Regions from separate parts of the Mus musculus genome. Here region 2 is linked to region 1. The links are chromatin contacts, called in public Hi-C maps. All regions are on one chromosome and are shown on one strand. The core of a region is the stretch at or near the end of the contact, and the rest is flanking DNA. Distances in the headings are between cores, read along the strand shown. Region 1 holds the start of 2310001H17Rik (RIKEN cDNA 2310001H17 gene). Region 2 has its middle 14 kb from the start of Gm26160.

Region 1 (6,057 bases), core at 1,572-4,071:
GGAGGGGCTTACAAAGGCCACCAGATTTTCTGGGACCCATCAATATAGAGAACGACTTGGCAGTCAACATGATAATCCCCTAGAACAGTTCAAAGATTGGGAAGGACACTTCTTCAGAACATTGCCAAGGACAACTCTCCAAACCAATGACACTGAGAAACTGTCAGCCTGTCTCCATCCTCTGACTCTTTTCCTTTGTGGGGGACCAGCCAAACTTCATTTGTCACTCAGAAGTAAGGGTCAGAGACAGGCAATTCAATCAATGTGCCAGGAAAAGGAATCAACAAAGGGATCCGGTGACCTCAAGCTCATCTTGGGATCCTAACATGGCTTTAGGCATAAGCAGGGGAAGAATTAAGGAAGCAGATGGTTCTCTTGAGCAAGAGGACTCTCCAAACCACCTGGAAGAACAGGAACTGAGCAAATGATCAACTATAGCACTGTCAGACTGAGAGCGCTTAGTCAGGAAGCCCTCTGGGCCCTGCACTAATACTTCCTCTGCTGAAACCCTAGCTGATGTCCATTCTCTAGAAGATGGGATTCATTTCTGTGTTCCTCACACAGGCATTTTGTATTTTGACTAAACTCCATATTTCCATCACGAGTCTTGTTTGGAGCATGTTAGAACCTCAGGGCTCAGTTACAGCATGTGCTCCAGGCCTCCTGTTACAAGATGCGTCATGAATTCCAATGCTAGAGTCCCAGACTACACTACATGTGCTGGCCCGTGGCTAAAGCTAATAGTGTTTTCCATGAGTGCTGACTAAACAAGTGGGGAATTCCAGAAACTGGGCACAGTCAGAACAGACTCTTAAGAGATTTCCCCGCAGAGAAGAACAACGCAAAAGTCATCACACCCACCTCTTAAAACACCTTCGTATGCAACAATATGAACTAACCAGTACCCCGGAGCTTTTGTCTCTAGCTGCATATGTATCAAAAGATGGCCTAGTCGGCCATCAGTGGAAAGAGAGGCCCATTGGTCGTGCAAACTTTATATGCCTCAGTACAGGGGAACACCAGGGCCAAAAAGTGGGAGTGGGTGGGAGGGTATGGGGGACTTTTGGGATAGAATTGGAAATGTAAATGAGGAAAATACCTAAAAAAACATTAAAAAAAAAAACACCTTTGCGTGGTTGGTTTTGGCTCTCAATTTAACACAATCTGAAATCACTTGCAAAGGGAGTTTCCATGAAGGATTATCTAGATTAGGATGGTATGTGGGTGCATCTGAGGAAAACTAACATGGGGAAAAAAAATCCTCCCACTGAGATGAAACCATTCTTTGAGCAGGGGATTTTGGACTGTCAGAGAGTGAAGAAATTGCACTAAGCTTCATTGTTCTTTCTTTCCACAGTGGCTGGATTGTGACCAACTGCTTCAAAGGTCTGCTGCCTTCACTTTCCTCCAGTGATGCACTGTGATGATTTGAATGAGAAAAGCCCCTCATAGGCTCCTGTATATGAACACTTGGTCCCCAGTTGGTGGTGATGTTTAGGGGAGGTTGGGAAACCTTTAGGAGGTATGACCTTGCTACACTTAGTACACAGCTGGCGGTGGGTTGGGCTTGAAGAGTTTTTAGCCAATGAAGGAGAAGACCAAACAAATCAGGCAAGGAGACACACTAATGCACAGGTATTCCCAAAACAGTATGGGACATGAAAATCCATAAGATTATCAAATCATTGGGCCTGTAAAAGTGATACTATATGTTCTTCAAGGAAAATATGGGTGCCCTCCTCAATATCAAATTGAAAACTGTGCCAGTGTAAGAAAAGGGGGAGGGGGAGGCAAGATGCACAGTAAAAACCCCACTGCTTCTTATACTAAGAATTATCTGCTCTATAGACAATTACAGACCTAAGCAAAAGTCCTGAAACGAAGGTATCTGAGATGACTCACTGGGCTTTGCCGGGGCTACTGACCTGGGTACATTCCTGGGCCTCACATTTGACTGACACCGAAAAGTTGATCTCTAACCTTTATATGTACACACACACACACACACACACACACACACACACACACACAGTGAAATTACCAACATGTGTATGTTGAGAACTGGAGGGGCTACTCACCCTGAGAACGGAGAATCAGATGCACGGTGCTGGGAGCAAGAGAGCTGCCTTACTAGTCCGTGCAGTGACTAGCCTGAAAGCCACTGCCTTTTCAATTGTGCCACACCTGCAGATATTATCTACATGCAGCTTAACGCTCAGAAGGAGGGTCTCAACTCTCCCAGTTCTCTCCACTTCCTCCCTGCTAACTCCCCTGCCCCAGCAAAGAACACCTAGAGGGCCGCTCAGCAGTTTAAGAATGCTTGCTGCCCTTTTACCTGAAAATTTTAAGTAGTTCAGACAGCTCACTACCATCTGTTAACCCGAGTGCCGCAGCATTCAGTGCCCTCTGCTGAGCACTGGCGCACCTGCAGGCTTGCACACAGGAAGCTCCTCCCATCCTCTCCCCCTCCCTTCCCTCACACAGGAATGCAAATAAAAATATAACTTTAAAAGAACTCGAAGTGTCAACATCACGGTGTCATAAATAACACCGTGCAGAGCCCTATTTAAAATAAACAACCCTGCGGATTGTAGTGCTGCTCCCGGCTCCCTCAAAGCAAATTCTTTCATATGAAACAACAAAGTCTCATCCAACCGCATCGCTAATAACTAAAACGAAACACAAAACAAGTAAGGAGGGCATTGGTTGGAACCCGTGGGCGTCCCTGCTCCTCAAATAACTCTGAAACTCTTCCCTCAGGTATTCCCACTGTACCGAATCTGGAGATCTAAACTAGTCCTCCCTAGTCAGGTGGCGCCGGCTCCATCTCTGAGTTCTACAGGGCAGGAGCCCCAGCCTGGCAGGGCGGGGAGAGGTGGGGTGGGGCGGCACACGGGTGCCTGTCACAAGTCATATCCCGTGAAATGTGTATGTTAAGCCTCCAATTAAAACAGAAAGAGAAGAAATAATCTATCAAAAATCTAACAGACATCCCATCCCTCAGGAAAACAGTTCCATCTCCAATGGACATAAATTCTAATTAATAAACTTTTTTATTAAAAATAAAATTAATAAATAAAATTAATAAATGTTTCCGAACATCAAGACAAGGTGTGACATCCTTTCCTACCTCCTGTTTGTATCTTCTGCTTGTTGCTTGGCTTGTATCGTCCATAGTCATGACTCAAGCCAAAGATAAACTAAGTTTATAATTATAAGGTGCATTAACACACATCTCTTATTTGTTACCTCCCAGATACTCTTTCTTTTGCAAACATTTATAAGCTACTTTATATTGAAAAGTGGGTCAGGAAAACTAGTGATGTAAAGTGATGAATTTCATTTAACAGTTAATTACAATGAATTGATATAGAAAAGCTACCTCATAACTTATATGATTGTAAATCAATGCCTAAATAATTTCTTTCATGCATATACAACATTTAGTTTATATGATATTTTTCACAGATAGACATTCTATGTCCCCAAAGCTTTAAAGAGCTTTGTGAGAAAATGCTACTATACTGTGACAATTCACAGTTGATATGTAGAGAAAAAAACAAAACAAAACAAACAAACAAAAAAACAAGCCAAAAGAAAGAAAGAAACAAGCAAGCAAACAAACAAGCAAACAAACAAACAAGCAAACAAAAAACCAGACTACTTATCATTTCAGGCTTTAATTCTAGCGAAGTGATGAGATAAATCATTATGCAAGTCACATCAGCTAAAGCACACATAGACTCAGTCAAAACATCAGAGGTGTAAAAAATTCCGTGGCTAAACAAGTCAAACCAACTTTTCAAATCATGTATCAAGCAGCAATCCCTCTATCTAGTTTCTATCACACTGGGGCCGTGAGAACCATCAAGAGACTATTGAAAGAGATTCTCACCTGGACACCGCTTCTCAAAAATTCCATTTCCAGAATCACTGCAGCTACGGGATTCTGTAAGAAAATAGCCACGCTAAGAGCAATAGAAATAGAAATAGAACTATTTGCAGAGAGACACTCACAAAGTCTATTTGTACCCACCTCTCTGCCCATCTTGCATTAGTGTCTGTGTCTGCATGACTTAGAGGTCATTGTGAACTTGCTATCTCTGACTGCTGATGCTCATGCATATAGTTCAAGTATGATGCGTGGTGGTGAGGGTTCAGGTGAGAGATAAAAGACTCAAGATTTAGAGAGGGTTGGAAATACCGTTTCAAATTAGTGTACATGGCAGACGAAGTCACTAGCAAACTGGAAAATATCAGAGATGGGCAAATGTGTGATTCAAAACCAGAAAATCAACAGAGTTGTTAAAGAAGGAGACTGTATTTCTGTATTCTTATAGACTTAAGTGCAAAATCACGGCCCACAGAACCCAAATAGTGGACTCCACTCTTGTTTGATGAACTACTGCATCCCTGCGGGTGTGGTTAGAGTATGATGTAAAGTTACTTTCACAAGTATGTTGTTTTTTTTTTTTCAGATAAAGATCAGTTGATTACTTTCTTCGCATTTGTTATGAAATACTAGTCTTCCATTATGTTGATATACTAGGAACACCTTCATCTTGCTAGCATTGAATGCCAGGAGATCTGCTTGCCTAAGCTATCAGCTGACATTGGGTTTCAAGGTGAGAGACAAAATATGTTTTACTCTAGAATCTGAAACAAAGACATCCATTCTCACATGTTTTCACACTAGACTGGGAGTCCCAGCTCATTGTGAAGAAGAGAAAGACTTCATGGCTTCATATAAGAACAAAAAAAAAAGGGTTATACAGACTGGAAGAGAATGAACTAAAGAATTGCTTTTTTAATTATGAGATTGTTGGAAGGAAGAGAATGTTAACTTATTTATTCTTTTATTAAGTAGTTTCTTGTAGCAGATGACTTGATTGTCCAGGTAGACTACCTTAAAACCAATATAAAGATTTCCCAAAACTAGAAAGGGAAAACTCCAATGTGCAGGGATCAAGGCTAACATTAAGAAGCGAATTGTTTTTTGCATATTAACAGTGGATAATTAGAATTTAATATTTATAAGTGTAATTTACAATAATGCCAAACATTAAAAATGTTTAGACATAAATATATATGATGTATATGTGGTAAACTACAAACTCCTGAAGAGATGTGAAATGATACTAATTTTGTCTATGGTCTAGAATCTTAAATAAACCTCTTAAATCATTTAAAAGACTCTGAAACACTGATTTTAAATATGTAGAAATAGAATAATCACCATAATTTTTATAAAGAAGAAAAAATTTGGGAGGATTCATAAAGAAATCTTTAACATCCTAATCAAGAGTATTCAATATAGTAGGACAGTACAGAACATGCTGACACGTGAATCGTAGGCATACTGTCACCCCAGCACTAGTGAGGTACAGACATGAGGATAAGCTCTTGTTCAAGGTAAACATCTACATATATAGTTCAAGGCTAACTTGGGTTACATAAGTTCCTGTTTCAAAGAAAAAAAATAAAACCAAAAAACCAAAAAAGGAGAAACATATAAATAAACAGAATAGAAAATGCTTTCCCCAATAGAACCTCATCAATATCATTGCTTCTTTTGTTAAGTAAAACACAACAGCAAAATGTGTGTGTATATATACACACAGAGACATGTGTAAATGATAAATAGTGCTAAAAATTTACATTTCAATGTATAGCATTTTTAAGGAGCCCTTAAAATTTCTTTACTTTAAACAAAAAATAACTTTTAACAGAAAACTAACTATAAAAATACAGAATTATAAAACTCTCAGAAGCAAATAGCAGTGATGATTTATATAAACTTGATCTGGTAAACAGGTTTCATATATAATGCCTAAAACTCAATCCATGAAAGAGAAAAAGGGAAAGTTGGGTTTATCTGAATCACAAAACCACGGCTGTACAAAACAGTTTAAAAAGACTGAAAACACATTTTGCAACCAGTTAGTACATATTGGCAAAACAAAAATAATAAAACGTGTGTTCCAATGTTGAAACAACTCCAGGCACTACATGATAGGGAAAGACAGAGTCCAAAGAAGATCTGAGCCAACACTCCAA
Region 2 (6,057 bases), core at 2,165-4,664, 77 kb before region 1:
GAAACTACCACAATAGCCAGTGTTAGTTTGGTGTTCAAACCCCACCCTCTGTCTTTACCACACAAGATAAAAGATAACAATATTGAGGATATGGGACAAAGGAAAACTGCCCCTCTTCTCATCAGAATGAAAACTAACGTGACCGTCAACAAAGACATCAAGAGATCCTTCTTCTCAAAAATTAAAAACTAATCTACCACACCATCAAACAATCTCGTTGAGTATATCTCAGTAGAGAAAAAAGTCTTAGATATTCTAAAATTTAATATTGACAGTTGGAGGATGCAGGAGTATTAATTTCCAGCCTCTTACCCTAAAGCAGTGTCAATCTTTGACATGAGGTGGCTTTTGTAGCGAGAAATAGGCAGGTCCCACCTTTTAATCTAATTAGCTACTCAGTTTTACTTACCTGGGAACCATTAATATTCGAGTTATTATGGTATCGAAAGGTGTGTATTATTTCCTGCCACTTATACTCCCTTTTTATTTATTTATTTTTTGTTTGTTTGTTTGTTTTACCCTTTTCCTTTCCTAGCCATTTTTAAGCATGGTTTCTTTTCTGTGGCCTCGTGTGTCTGTCTTTATATTCAGGCTAAAGGATTCCTTTATAGGTTTTGTATGGAGCCTTTTGATAGCCATGAATTTCTTTCTTTCTTTTTTTAAAAATTTATTTGTTTATTATATATGAGTATACTGTTGCTGTCTGAGACACACCAGAAGAGGGCATTAGATCCCATTATAGATGGTTATGAGCCACCATGTGGTTGCTTGGAATTGAACTCAGGACCTCTGGTGCTCTTAACCACTGAGCCATCTCTCCAGCCCTGCCATGAATTTCTTTAGCTTACTCTCATTTTATTTTTATATTCATTAGCAACAATTTCAGGAAAATGTATTCAAAGTAATATATTTTAATTTCTGCCTTATTTCAATTAATTATTTGGGGCATAAGAGATGATTTAAATATATTAATTCAATAGGGTGCTTTTTTAAAACAGCAGTCAAAAGTGAATTTGGGTATATATGTAAACACCTCAACATCATGTTTATTTTTCTATTTTTTCACCAATGACAGCAGGGAAAGGGGTTTATTGTACGGTACTCAGCTAATACAAATAAATGAGGGGCTCAGAGAATATAAATAAATGAGGATGTGAATTAGAATTTTAAGTCTCTTACTGCATTGCTCTTTTTGGATACAACTTTCAGGGTTGTGTCTGTTCATGTTGGTTTTTATTTCTGATATCCTTTTTTTCTCCTTCACCTGCTGGAGTTTTAAAATAATTGTTTGGAAATCCAACTCTATTGCTGGGGCAATGGCTCAGTAGTTAAAAGCATTTATTGTTCTTGAGGGAGACATAGGTTCCATTCCCCGAACCTGTGATGGCAGCACAAATCTCCTGTAACTCTACAGAATGTGTACCCTCTTCTAGTCTCCTTGGGAATCCTCAGGTATTTGGCATACAGGGAAATAAAAGTAAATCTTTAGGATAAAAAATGTCTAAAATGTCTTCCATGAATCTACCTATGATTATTTCAGACTTCAGGAAATCCTGGTTTTAGCCCAGTCTCACTGCATACCCAGTCTTGGCCATGAATGCTGTAGTACATATATTCTGGTTTTATTTCTATTCTCTTATTACACTGAGTGAAATGTGTCTCTCTCTTCTTTTTCCACGATTAACTCTCTTTTCTTTTTTAAAATTAGTTATTTTCTTTATTTACATTTCAAATGTTATCCCCTTTCCTAGTTTCCCCTCCCCCGTCCCCTAGCTCCCCAACTCCCATTCCTGGTCCTATCATTCCCCTATACTGGGGCATAGAGCCTTCACAGGACCAAGGGCCTCTCCTCCCATTGATGACCACCTAGGCCATCCTCTGCTACATATGCAGCTAGAGCCACAAGTTCCACCATGTGTTTTCTTTGATCGGTGGTTTAGTTCCATGTCTCCTTAGGGTCATACGCTTTATGCACTTAGTCATTTTCACACTACTTACCACTTGACCAAGCTGCTTGGTTGAGCTGGATGCTTTTCTCAATTAGGATCCATAGTGTTTACCACTTGAACACAGATAAAAATAACCTAGATGAACAACAACAACACAAGAACAATGAAAAAATGTTAAAATTTCTAATCATTTTAACCAGAGTAAACAAATCACTACCAAGTGATTCATATGCATTTCAGGCTGAACTCACTAAATTACATAATGCTAAGCTAGAATTACAAAGGCGTAAATAACTATAAATAGGATTGTCATCTGTGGCCTATTCGGCATGACAAGCATCTCGGTGCTCTAGCTTTAAAAACAGTGCTTCAGCTTTGTCATGTGACTAGGTGAGATCTCTCCATAGGTCAAGTGTCAGATGACTTTTGCCCTGGCTGACTTTCAAAATCTTTAATTCCTGAGTTATTACCTAAGGCCCAGCTGGCATAACACATGCTTCCAGTTTTTATCACCTTGTTTACATGGACATTGGACATAGTTGGAAGACACACAAGACTGGGCCTCCATGCAACTCTGCTGGACAAGCCAAGTTCAACCCAAGTTCAAAGGTAGGGAGTTCCAAGTCACATTACAAATGGCATGGATATAAGGAAAGATATAAAAGTTGGACTTTTATTTAATTTCTATCATATGAAACTTTAATATTATTTTGTTTTGTACTAAGCTCCAGATAGTTAGTATAGAAAAGTCAGTTAGGACTAAATGGCCTCAGAAGTATTTTCCTGCTAGGAGTGGTGGTCTATAGTTATAATCCCAGCATCTTAGAAGTAGAAGGCCCAAGGAATAGGTGTTTAAGGTCATCCTCAGCTGCATAGTGAATTTGAGGTCAGTCTGGGTTATATGAGACCTTCTCTCAAAAGACAAAAGACTCCCAATACCTATGTCAAGTCAGATGATTGTTGTTACCCACGTGACTCCTGATTTGTGTATAGTGGTGCTGTGTGTGGAAGCGTCTGTAGCCAGGAGGATAACAGGGGCTACTGCCAGCCTACTTCCAGGATCAATGAGAGACCCTGTCTCAAAGAATAAAATGGAGAGGTGATAAAAATGGACATCGGATATCCTCTTTTTCTGTTCTCTCAGACATGTGTATTTGCATGCTTGTGAACACATACACACACACACACACACACACACACACACACACACACACACAGACCCAGACATGAAGAGGACTTCAGTCAATGGAACATGTCTCATTTATTTTGAAAATATTTTTTCTAGGGAATGCATCTTAGTTTTGGTGAAGAAAAGAAGTGGAACATGTCATGTCTTGGCGACTTTTAACAAAAGAGGAAAAGTTGGGATGCTTTAGATGCTTTTGGATTCTAAACTACAGCTGTAGTGTCACTTAATTCAAAACCAGGTCCATTGCATAAGTACAGCTTTGAAAGCCCGGTGCTTAGAGAAGTTTCATGGCCTTGCAAAAGCTCAAAAACAGTTGAGCAACAGTGTTCTCTCGAATCCATCCATACCTAACTCACAACATTTTCCCAAATCTGTCTTATTTCTTTTTTTCCTCCTTTGTTTGTTTTAGAGAGGGTTTCTCTGAGTAGCCCTGGCTGTTCTGGCAGAAACTCACTGTGTAGACCAGGTTAGCCTCAAACTCTGAGTTCCCCCTGCATATGCATCCTAAGTGCTGAGAGTAAAAGTATGAGCCACAAATGGCTGTCTATTGACTCTTTTTATTCTGAATGATTAGAAATAAAAATTCAGTCACTTCATCATTTATTCTAAGATAAATTTTATATCTGAACTTTCTGAGTTTTACTAAAATATCTGTTAGATATTTTGAAACACTTTACCCCAGTCCAGAGTCTAGTCACAGTTAAGACTTAGATTTGATATTTGGAAGTCACAGAAAATAACTGCTTCTTTCCTTTACTTAATGGTGTGTGTGTGTGTGTGTGTGTGTGTGTGTGTGTGTGTGTGTGTGTGTGTGTGTGAGAGAGAGAGAGAGAGAGAGAGAGAGAGAGAGTAAAGAACTACATTTCTATGTTCAAGTCATGAAGGGATGTGCTTGATTCATTATTTTAGGAAAAGGCAGTTTTTGTTTGATGATAAGATTGGCTATACCCATTGGAACCAGGTTTGACCAGGATGTCTAGATCTGGCCCTCTATTCAAACCTAAACCTCATTCCATGACACCAAAGATGGACTTGGAAGAGTCACTGGATCTATGCCCAACTTCCTAATGTGTCCTCAATGAATACATTTCCTTTGTCTATTGTTCATTTTATTGGCTTAATAAGAATGGGCAGACAAGCCTGCCTTGTTCTCAGATTCTAAGCCTCAATAATTCCAGGAACACCATCTGTTTACAAGAAAGACAGACAAAATGGCTATTGTGGCCCATCTTTACTCTCTCAAAATGAATCTTTGATACCAATATTTATCCCTTTTCAACTATGGAAGATCTGTAGTTTCTGAAAACTTTGAGACATTTTTCTGTTTGAGTTCAATTTGCTATCTCTACTGTTTTTGAAGAGTTAGGATAAAAATAATTAATTTTAATAAAGAACAAATATTTACAAAAACACTTGAATTATTTATTTTGTTGTATTATATATATATATACATATATATATATATATATATATATATATATATATATTGTATATTATATATGTATATGTGAATGTGGTCATGTGTGTATCATGATTTGAACATTGTGCTGGATAGCTTTATGCCAACCTGCTATAAACTAGAGTCATCTGAAAGAAGAAAACCTCAACAGAAAAAATAACTCCATAATATTGTACTGTAGGCAAGCCTGTTTGTCGTTTTCTTAATTAGTGATTGATGTATGTAGGTTCAGCCAATTGTGGTGGCATTCCTGAGTCAGTGGTCTAAGGTGATATAAGAAGTCAGACTGAGCAACCCTTGGAGAGAAAGCCAGTTATCAAGAGTCCTCAATGGCCTCTACAGCAGTTTCTGTCTTCATATTCTTGTGTTGAATTTCTTCCTGAGTTCCCTCAGCGAGGGAGTGTGACCTGAGAATTGTAAGCTCTAATGAACACTTTTCTACAAGTGGTGTTTTATCCCAGCAATAGAAACTCTAAATAAGGCAAAGATCGGTATCAGGAGTGTTCTATTACTGTGACAGATCCAACAGAGCATTTGTAGGAGGATTGTTGTGGCATTTGAAATTTGGAGTAAAAAGCTATTGAATATTCTGACCACAGAGGAGAGAAATGCAGATGATGGAGGCTTGGCTTCTGAAGTTTCAGAGGGAGGTTAGAGAGTATCTTACAGACTTGATTGGGGCTGTTCAATATCTGAATTATGAATCTGTGATTCTGAGTGGCCAGTGCTAAAGAACCAGTTGTGATTTGCATGAAACAGGATCTATTAAAGTGAAACTTTAGCTTTGATGGGACAATCATTATTAGTCAACTGGGGCTGAAACAGAGCAGCGTAATTGAAGCCATATCTTCTGGGAAGTTCTTCCTCAGGGTCACCACACAGAAGCTGTGGTGCAGAAATGCCAAAGGCTACACCTTGGGCAGCCAGCCAAAACTGGTAATGTAAAAGTCATCCAGGTGGTACTGGTTTTGAGGTATAAAGAGATCACAGAGAGTACTGAGTACTCCTCCATGGCTCTTGCATCTTTTCCTGACTCTGGATTCCTGTCCTGTTTGAGTTCCTACCCTGAATTCCTTTGATAAATATGATATTTTGAATAAGAATGGCCCCCATAGACTTAAATATTTTAATACTTCATCGCAAGGGAGTGGCACTATTTGAAAAAAATCAGAAAGTTTAGAGGTGTGGCCTTTCTGAAGAAAATGTGTCACTTGGGGTGTGGTGTGTTTTAAGGTTTCAAAAGTCTGTGCCAGGCCTTGACTACCTCTCTTTGTCTACAGATTGGGGTGTAGCTCTCAGCAACTTCTCCATTGCCATGTCTGCCCACATGCTCCCTGCCATGATTACAGTAAGTCTCTGTAACTGTAAGCAAATCCAGAAGTGAATACTTTTGTTTGAGTTACCTTGGTCATGCTGCCTCTTCAAAAAAATAGAACAGTGACTAAGATAATAACAAACTG

What was found. Hi-C and Micro-C count contacts between places; a contact is called where the count stands out from the background.
Region 2: a Hi-C map of liver shows a contact between it and region 1, with 2.9 times the contacts expected there. The contact joins the enhancer-like site here to the promoter of 2310001H17Rik in region 1. A contact is called at or near these places in 16 of 39 promoter capture datasets (the 3T3-L1 cell line, 3T3-L1-derived adipocytes, the C10 cell line and 10 more), 2 of 15 datasets of contacts at CTCF or cohesin (CD8 T cells and the NIH/3T3 cell line), 50 of 484 Hi-C or Micro-C datasets (the AML12 cell line, the AtT-20 cell line, B cells and 38 more), 12 of 115 datasets of contacts at active chromatin or transcription factors (the 230-238 cell line, CD8 T cells, the HPC-7 cell line and 9 more) and 2 of 9 other capture datasets (bone marrow-derived macrophages and embryonic stem cells).

Annotation. Positions count from the first base shown.
Region 1 is chr6:129,235,661-129,241,717 of GRCm38.p6, forward strand. It overlaps 2310001H17Rik (RIKEN cDNA 2310001H17 gene), which reads right to left and starts at 2,822. Exons shown (of 4, transcript NR_040268.1): 1 at 2,776-2,822; 2 at 2,079-2,184.
Region 2 is chr6:129,157,932-129,163,988 of GRCm38.p6, forward strand. No RefSeq gene overlaps it. Among named protein-coding and RNA genes, the nearest start is that of Gm26160, 14 kb to the right of the region's middle. Within about 2 kb of position 3,415, at least 30 of the 459 cell types and tissues checked have an H3K27ac peak or open chromatin away from gene starts, as enhancers often do. A contact at or near this core is called in 3T3-L1-derived adipocytes, hepatocytes and liver, where this site is marked.